2 separate regions of the Sus scrofa genome follow, and region 2 is linked to region 1. The links are chromatin contacts, called in public Hi-C maps. All regions are on one chromosome and are shown on one strand. The core of a region is the stretch at or near the end of the contact, and the rest is flanking DNA. Distances in the headings are between cores, read along the strand shown.

Region 1 (4,468 bases), core at 434-2,933:
GCTGTGAAGTATCAACTCCCTAAAATCACAGAAAGGAAATGACTTACATTCTTGCAAAATGAAGCCACTAGCAGCTTTCTCCAACAGTATTCTCTAATTCCCAAACTACACCCTGTGGCAACGCGGAGTATTTCGTGCAACAACTAAATTTAAATAGATGCTTATAAAAGCAATAAACAAACAGCATCAGGGCCCACAGAAGAATAGACAGAATCCTACACGGGAAATCTAGCAAGAGATACTTTTTGTCCACAGTCAAGAAGGTTGGAGAGCACAGGCTTGAAGTCAAAAGCAACCGACAACACTTGCTGAAGTTTTCCTTCCCCGCTGAGGGCAATGCACAACTCCTAGGGGAGATACTGGCAAAACAGATTTTTGCTGAGAAATGCAAAAGAAAAGAGTGTCAAGGAGCTAATATTTCTTTGGACACTAGCTACGCAAGTGCACGGCCTGAAAACCTGCCAACTTTCATTGCAACTTTAAAATATGCTTATTTTGACAGCTTTCCATTTCTTCCTGCCTTCAAGAAAACGCCCTCACCAGTAGGTTATACTGTCCCGGTAGTCGAGGTGCTGCTCTAAGCCCTGTGGACCTCACCCGGGTGGCCCTCAACTGTCCATTCCTGACAAGTCCTGGCCCCTCCCCGAGCAGAGGCTGGGGGTCTCCATGGCCCGGGGTCCGGCCTGCGCGTCGCCAGCTCCTCCCCGAACACAAATTCTGCAGGCCGCACCCCCGACTCCTAACCCACCGAGGCCTCCTTCCGGCGTCCCCAAGCCCGAGCTCAGTTTCTGGTTCCCCCGACTAGGCACTCACGGGGACGGTGGGACAAGACGCGGCGCTCGGGTCCCTTTCCGCAGCCGGGCTAACCCGGCCGGCGCGCGCACAACAGGCGGTACCGCGCGGCACCCAAGAATTCGCGGCTCAGGGGCTACACCCGAAGCCTGGGCACAGCGACGGGACGCGACGGGCAGGCGCCCCCAACACAGGGCGCCGGCGACCACCGAGCGCGGGCACTGAGCCCGGGGGCACAGCCCGCAGCCCCAGCTGGCCTCCCGCCCTCGCCGCAGAGCCGGCCCCGGAGCTCCGCGCCTCCCTCGCTGGCCGGCTCGGCTGCCCCGGGGCCCCGTCCTCCCACCCCGGCGTAGGCGAGCTCCGACTCGCAGAGAAGCTACCTTCCCGCCCGGTGCCCGACGCCCGGAGCGAGGGAACGCGGAGAAGGCGAAGAAAGACGCAGAGAAGGGGACACTGCCTGGGCTGCGGCTCGCGACTTTCAGAAACCCTCCCGAAGCCCGGTCCAGCCGCCGCCGCCGCCACCCGGCCGGCAGGGGGCACAGTGAGCGGCCGGGGCGCGGTGGCCCGGCTAGGGGGCGGTTTGGGGGAACCCCAGGGGCCGGGTTCCCGCTCGTACCTCGGAGAAAGTCCGGAGCACCAGGTGTCGGACTCCCGTCAGCTCTCCGTGCCTTCCTGCCGGTGCCGCGCCTGCCCCACTGTTCTCAGCCCCTCGGTCAGGGTAGCCGGACTAGCGCTCCACATCCGCCCCGCCCCACGCCCACGCCTCTCGCCCCGCCCCCGCCCACGCCTCTCGCCCCGCCCCCTGAGGCTCCTCCCCCCTCCGCCCTGAGGTAGCGGGGGCGGTGGCAGAGCCGCTGAAGCCCAGCACCCAGCTCCTAGCCGCACGTGGAGCTCCTGCAGGCCCCGCCCCGGGCCCAACCAAGCGTCCAGCGGAGGGGTGCAGCGAGTCCCGGGCGGGAGAAAGCTGAGCATACCACGCCTCCGGGTCCTGCACAAGGATGCTGTATTAGAACCGCGGCGATCTAAGTCTTTCCCTCACCACGGAAACAGTGGCGCAAGGGGACACTGTCAGCTCTCCCACTTTCTGGCCTAATGGCCTTTCTTCCGTCCATCCCCCGCTCCCGGGTATCGCTCCCACCAAAGCTCAGTCGCGCTGGCTGGGGGTGGCTGTTTGGCCTGAGCTTTATTTTACTAATTCAGAATGACTGTGGGGAGGCCGTTGAGAGAGGAGGCGGTACCTGCGGAGGAGGCTTCGTGATTCCTTGCTTCCCTCCGGTCCTGCACCCACCTGCCCACCCACCACTCGGGTCGCCGCTGCTTCGCGGGTTTTATACTGGATGGAGGGGGCGCCGCAGAGGAAGCCAAGTCGCCTCCGCTAACTCTCTCTTGCCAGTTCTTCAGGTAGACGCAGCCTCTATCCGCTGTGGTTTTAGTGTCAGTGGCCCCTTAGAAATTATATTTGCCCGCTCTTTCTCGATGGTTGCCAAGGCAAGTGATGCAGAGGGCCAGTGGAAGATATTTTTATGGCACTAAGACCCAAAATCAGGAGGTTTCTTTACCACTTTTAGTTGTTGGATCTAGGGAAGGGCTAAGCATCCACTGGGACCAGCCTCCACGTGGCCTTCAGGCCCGAGACCTCCAATCTCCTAGGTCTTCTGTGGACTCCTGACCCCTGGCCAGGAGCTACAGTAGTGCTCCCAAAGGGCCCCTCACTAAAGGATGTGTCTGGACATGACAAGGAGACAAGAAGAAGGCAGAGGACCTGAGAAAGGACACTATCCCAAATCAGAAGCCAACTTTAAAATTGCCCTGCTCTTTTGATCAACCATAAATATGTAAAGCTGGCTGTTATTGGTTGAAGGCACGTTTGTGTGCCTTGTTTGCATGGCAAAAGAAATTCCGTTTGTTCATCGCGACTAAAGTTTGTAATGGTTGTTTCATTCAGCTTTTACATTCTGTGAACTGTGACATTAAAACTGAGCATTGAGAATATACCTTCGGAGCTTCTTTTTTTTTTTTTGTCTTTTTGCTATTTCTTGGGCTGCTCCCGTGGCATATGGAGGTTCCCAGGCTAGGGGTCTAATCGGAGCTGTAGCCACCGGCCCAGGCCAGAGCCACAGCAACGCGGGATCCGAGCCGTGTCTGCAACCAACACCACAGCTCACGGTAACGCCGGATCGTTAACCCACTGAGCAAGAGCAGGGACCGAACCCGCAACCTCATGGTTCCTAGTCGGATTCGTTAACCACTGCGCCACGACGGGAACTCCTTTTTTTTTTTTTTTTTTTTTTTTTTTTTTTTTTTTTTTTATGCGGAGCTTCTTTTTCTTGGTCTTGCTTACAGCATATGGTAGTTCCTGGGCCAGGGATCAAACAGGGGCCACAGCAGTGACCCAAGCCGCTGCAGTGACCACAGGGGATCCTTAATCCCCTGAGCCATGAGAGAACTTTCTCCACCCCACCCCCCAGCTTATTTCTGATAAAGCAGAGCAGCTTTTAAGGATGTTGCACTCATGAAGTTATGACTCCATTATAAGACAAGAATTGTGTTCCAATGACTGCCTTTTAAATTAGCTATATTTAACTACTAGACTAACTTAAAAATTTGTTTATTACAATGTTAGCATTTAAAAGTGGAGAATTACACTTTTCCTCTTAACATGCATTCACAAACAGTGCATATTGAACAGTAGTTGGTAAGGTCTTAATTTTATATCTAATGAGATAATCTATTTTTTCATATGTGAAGATAAATGAGACAAGTGAGGAATATATTACTATCTTGGAAAACAGTTCCTAAATCTGATTTCTTTTCAGGTTTCATGCTTAAACATCTAGCAGATAAAAACAACATATTGTTAGATTGTAAAACACTGTTGCAATATAAAATGATTAGGTAACCCAAGGAGCAAAATAATATTAAACCACTTTTTAAAATCATGTGTTTAAGATTGGATTGTCTAAAATTTGATTATAGCAAAATTTACTATATGAATATTTTTCGAATCATGATTATGTTAACAGTATGAATACCATGATAAACATAACCTCTTATGTGGTACATTTTTGTAAACTAAGTACTTTAAAACTCTTAAAATTGGTTTTATAAATCCCTGAAACATAAAATTTGGAAAGAACTGATTTGGAAAACAACACATAATCCATTCAAGATGGAAATGGAACTGAGAAAAGGTGGGTTATTTTACATGTTTCTTATCACAGGAAATTTTTTTCTGTGCTTATTACAATAAAGAGTGCAGTTTTGTAGGTAATCAAAGTTATATTTTTTGACTCTTTGATGCTGATATTTACATTTATTTTCACTGGTATGATGGGAAATTTTCCTAAATATGGGACATTGCCCATCAAGTGAAACATCATCTAAAACACATCTTAAACTAATACGGTCTCCATAGCATTTACATATTAACATAACACTATATTTTTGCTTTAATTTTATTAGGAAGAAGTTACTCATTCCATGAATTTATTGAGAATTCCCATACACCAAGTATGGGGTTAGACACACAGGGTTAGACACCAGGATTCAAATGTAAAATCATTCCTGAATCTTACAGTAATTTGAGGGAACATGTGAGCAAGTACACTGTTACTATATACTTTAATGCTTACTATGGTAGAGATATTCAGGAGGAATAATGAGAAGGCCTAGAATC
Region 2 (4,769 bases), core at 409-2,908, 90 kb before region 1:
AGAGACAGGAGGAAAGGATGTGAGAGCACAGAACAAGATTAGAGGGGGAGGCCCTGGAGGATGTTGTCGCCTAGTGGGTGACAGTGAGCTCTGGAGTCAGGCTCATGCTGGGTCGGCTCCCCCACTTCCCAGCTATTTGATCTTGGATACAATATCTGTTCTCCCTAAGGGGTCAGTTTCCTCATTTATACAAAGGGGAAAGTAGTAAATAATGTTAGGATTATGGTGAGAATGAAGTAAACTTCTATGGGTTTGGCAAACAAGAGAGATGATGATAATCACACAGCAAATCAAAGAGCTAAACATGCCACATAAATTCAGAGTCCAGGAGTTCCTGTTGTGGCTCAGCAGGAATGAACCCAACTAGTATCCATGAGGATGTGGGTTTGATCCCTGGCCTTGCTCAGTGGTTAAGGATCTGGCATTGCTGTGGCTGTGGTGTAGGTCAGTGACTGCAGCTCCCATTTGACCCCTAGCCTGGGAACTTCCATATGCTGTGGGTGGGGCTCTAAAATGCCAAAAAAAAAAAAAAAAAAAAAAAAAAAAAATCAGAGTCCAAATAGTGTGATAGTTGTTGGCTCCTATGACTTTCCACAGCCTCCCGAAAGACTAAGAACTTGAAGGGAGGAGTCAGAGGCCTTATTTTTATTTATTTTGACTTCCTAGCATTCAGCTCAAAGCCTTCCTTACAGAGAGCTCTCAGACAAGTGTGCAAACACCTGAAGAGTCAACCCTGAACCAACTCAGGTCCTGCCTCTCAGGCAGAGCTTCCCTTCCACTGACTCTGGGTTGAACTTTCCCCTCTCTGAATTTGCTACCTTCTTTACAATAACTCAGCTTTTTTTTTTTTTTTTTTTTTTTGCAGTCACTGATTTGAGCTCTGTATTTCAGTTCTGGAAATGCAAACACACACTCTTATTCATCATTCAAGTCTGATAATCTCTTTCTGTTGTTACAAATGCCTAAGAATTAAAAAGGAGAGGGAGAGGGTGGTATATTACTGGAGAGACTTCTTTAAATTACCTGTTTTCATGACCACCTGCATCCTGGGAGAGGCTGAGCTTCAGCAAGTTGACAGGTTCCATGTCCTGGTGCTAAATGAGCCTCCCTTTACCAGGTGGGCAGAGGGAGGACTGCTGCCACGGTGAGGCCGGCTCACGGGCTCACTCACTCCTCTGTGGGTTCAGGTGCGCCAGCCGGGTGAGAGGCAGAGTGGACCTGGGCTGATGAGGAAAAGGCAGCGGCATTAGGGAGACTGTGGGTACACCTGTGACCTGTTTTTAGTTTGCGAATTCTGGCCACATCTCCAGCCTTAAAAAAACAAAACAAAAAACAAAACTCCTTGTCCTGCTCTCTTCCCTCAGATGAGATGCAGAAATGTAGCTAAAATGCAACCTAGAGATGTTTGGGGAGGGGCATTGACAGGATGAGTCAACAATGGAGGTCAAACAAGGAATTTGGAAAATCCATAACATACGAATATCTTCCTCCTCAAATCATCCTAGTTTTGGCAATAGAGCCTTTGGTTGCTGAGGTGGAGTTTGTTACAACATTTCCTGGCATCCCAAATAGCCAAAGGTTCTGGGTCCTTTGTACTAAACCACTCACTCTGACCACCAGGGGTCAGGCTGCAGCCAAGAACAGGAGGCGGACGCTCCGGAGCCCAGCTCTGTTTTCTGCCCCCAGGCCCTGCCTTGCTGACGAGACCTCACTCCAGACCCGAGCGCCTCCAGCAGTGGCTTGTGGGATTCCTTTCTCATTTGTAATAGAAGCTGCTTGGAGTTGAGTTAATTCCCTTTGTGAATCATATACTTCCTTCATTTTCATTTGTTAAGTTTAAGAACCACTCACATAAGAATCGTGTTTGGGGGGTGGGGAGCTTATTAAAAAGCAGATTCTGGGCACTGCTTATGGAGGCTGATTCTGGGGTGGAGGGGTTGGGCCCAAAGAATCTGCGTGTTATGCACACTCTGACTGGTTCTGAAGCAGTTGCTGCAGAACCACACTTTGGTAGAAGGCTTCAAGTTCCAATCCAAGCAGCCCCTGAGTGGAGCCTTCAGCTTTGTGCATGCCCAGGACTCCATGAGGACTAGGCCCATGTGTCCTGCCACCCCAGGACTCTAGGCCATCAGAGGCGTGGTCTCTGGCACATTAATCAACACCAAAGTGGGATGGGGGAGGCAGGAGAGGAAGAGAAATTCATACAGCTCAGTGCCCAATGAAGACCACTGGCAGCCCGCCCTGACCTCTACTGACATCCTTTATGCTTTACATTCCTCCTGACTGTTCCTGGGCACTGGTTTCCTTATTTGATTCCCTTTGATGTGCCTCTCTCCTCCTCATTGCTCAGAAAGAGTGTCCTGGGTTTGGAGATAGCTAAGCTACAGAGCTCAGGATAGTGTTTGCTGTCCTGCATTGGTGCTAAGACATGGTTTCCAACATGCGTACTTGATACACTAAGAAAGAGTTTTCAGGTAGGAATGGGAGCGAAACACACCCTCAAACATGCGCATTCACTGTAAGATGCAACCTAGGTCCAGAACAATAAAACATGCGTTTTATTTTTTGTATTTTTAGGGCCGCGCCCATGGCATATGGAGGTTCCCAGGCTAGGATAGCGGTCAAATCAGAGCTGTAGCCGCTGGCCTAGACCACAGCTCACAGCAATGCCGGATCCTTAACCCAATGAGTGAGGCCAGGGATTGAACATGCGTCCTCATGGATACTACTCAGGTTTGTTTCTGCTGAGTCAGGACGGGAACTCCAAGAAAACGTGCATTTTAGAATGGAGAGAAGCATCTCTCTTGTTCGCATAATCCAATGCTGCTTCATTCATTCAACTCAAATTCACAGGGTGCCTGTGGGGCCAAGAACCTGTTTCAGGTGCTGTGGGTGGAGGGTTAGGCAGTGCTGCTATTAATGGTATAGGAGGCAGGTAATAAAATACTAATAAATGAATTAGAAAACCAGAGTTGGAGACTGTGACATTTGCTCTCGGAGAACTAGAGACGGTTACATGGTAGAGACGTGATGGAAGAGCCCGATGTTGAACAGGGTGTTCAGGGACCATTTCTGAGCGGGGGTCATGCAGCTGAGCCTGGAAGGAAGAGGAAGATCATTCCTGGTGGGGAGGACTTCCTGGGGCCTGCCTAGCACCTTGGCCCATGGTGGCAGAACTTGGACCGCTGCTAAACCCACCCTTTATTGAGCCCCTTTTTCATGCCAGGTGGTGAGGGTCCCTCAGGAGGCAGTTGTGAGTGAGAAAGGCGTGGTTTCCACCCTCATGAAGTTTATAACCTGCAATATTTAAAGATAAGTTTCAGCTGATCCTCAGATTCTTCATTTACCATCTATTGTCTTGATCATAGAACATCTGTTTTAGATTTTGGATTAGGACGGCCTTGATGGGAAGGGCCTTGTGACCACAGAGATTAGAACCCAATGGGAAAAACATCAAGAGCCTGAATACAGCATCTAGAGGCTCAGATAAAAAATAAATAAATCCAGCCACAATTCCCTGCCTGCTTTTGACTCTTCACTCTCAGCATTCTTCCTGAGACCCTCCCAGTGCTGTGTGATCTGGGGGAGGAGAAGGCATGGGTTCCAGCAGCAGAGCTTGCATCTTCCATAACTGAATCCAGGCCATTGTGGAGGCATCGTCATTTCTGGTGCCCTCTCTTGGTGCCAAGCAAAAGCACAGATCCTGTGGCTCCTGCTCCTACTTCTCAGACCCTGGAGGCTGTCAAAGGAGAAAGGCTTGTCTTTGAACCTCTCAGTCTCCTTTCAGGGGTTCTCACTGAAGATGAATGATGGGGATAAAAGTGGCAACAGTCTAAAGGAGAGCTTTGCTCCTGCACCTCCCAGGAAGCACCTGCTTCTGCTTCAGCACAGATTCATAACAGACAGATGCAGAGTTCCCATCATGGCAGAGTGGAAATGACTCTGACTAGGAACCATGAGGTGGCAGGTTCCATCCCTGACCTCATTCAGTGGGTTAAGGATCCAGCATTGCCATGAGCTGTGGTGTAGATCACAGATGTGGCTCAGATCTGGTGTGGCTGTGGCTGTGGCTGTGGTGTGCCGGCAGCAACAGCTCCGATTAGACCCCTAGCCTGGGAACCTTCATATGCTGCTGGTGAGGCCCTAAAAAAATAAAAAACAAAAAACACAGCTGACAGATGCTGTCAAACCCCTGCCAGAGATATATTTTCCCTCCTTGTATTTCAGGGAGTTTCTCTTGCATCTGAACTGCTGGTAAAGAAAGAAGAGAAACATCTCAACTAGAGAAAGGACTGCCTTGGAGTCACGGCCAGGAATGGTTTGGAACCGGCTGGCTCATGAGCTCCCAGGGGCAGGCAGAGGGATGAGTGGTGGCATCAGAATCCTGGCCTTACCCTAAGCCATGGTAGGTATGGTGTGGAGGCCTGGAAATCAATCTATCTTTTAGAAATGTTTCTTTGATTCTTTCTGAGACTCATTCCAGTTTGTGAACCCTTGAATTAGGGGACAGACTGATCAACAATCTCTTAGCTCTCCTTCTGTCCTGACATCCTCTGTGCCTCCCCCGCTTCCCCCACCCCACGCCTGAGGTTCAGTTTTCTGCCCCATTTTGGGGTACTATCCCCCAGGAGTCTGTGGCTGAAACCTGAGTTGGCCCCCAGCTCCATGCCAGGTGGAACGATTGACTTGGGCCAGTTCAATAAAGGCTTTGGGTTACCAGACACCCATCTGCTGGCTGTTCTCACCACAGAAATGGGAGACAGATCAGT

Evidence for each region. Hi-C and Micro-C count contacts between places; a contact is called where the count stands out from the background.
Region 2: a Hi-C map of embryonic fibroblasts shows a contact between it and region 1, with 3 times the contacts expected there. The contact joins the enhancer-like site here to the promoter of FRMD6 in region 1. A contact is called at or near these places in 1 of 5 promoter capture datasets (liver), 4 of 47 Hi-C or Micro-C datasets (alveolar macrophages, embryonic fibroblasts and fetal skeletal muscle) and 1 of 2 datasets of contacts at active chromatin or transcription factors (skeletal muscle).

Annotation. Positions count from the first base shown.
Region 1 is chr1:181,335,619-181,340,086 of Sscrofa11.1, reverse strand. It overlaps FRMD6 (FERM domain-containing protein 6), which reads right to left and starts at 1,683. Exons shown (of 14, transcript XM_021101841.1): 1 at 1,409-1,683.
Region 2 is chr1:181,425,535-181,430,303 of Sscrofa11.1, reverse strand. LOC106509105 (a long non-coding RNA gene) reads left to right here. Exons shown (of 3, transcript XR_001306366.2): 2 at 4,228-4,405. Among named protein-coding and RNA genes, the nearest start is that of GNG2, 57 kb to the left of the region's middle. Within about 2 kb of position 1,658, at least 18 of the 83 cell types and tissues checked have an H3K27ac peak or open chromatin away from gene starts, as enhancers often do. A contact at or near this core is called in embryonic fibroblasts, where this site is marked.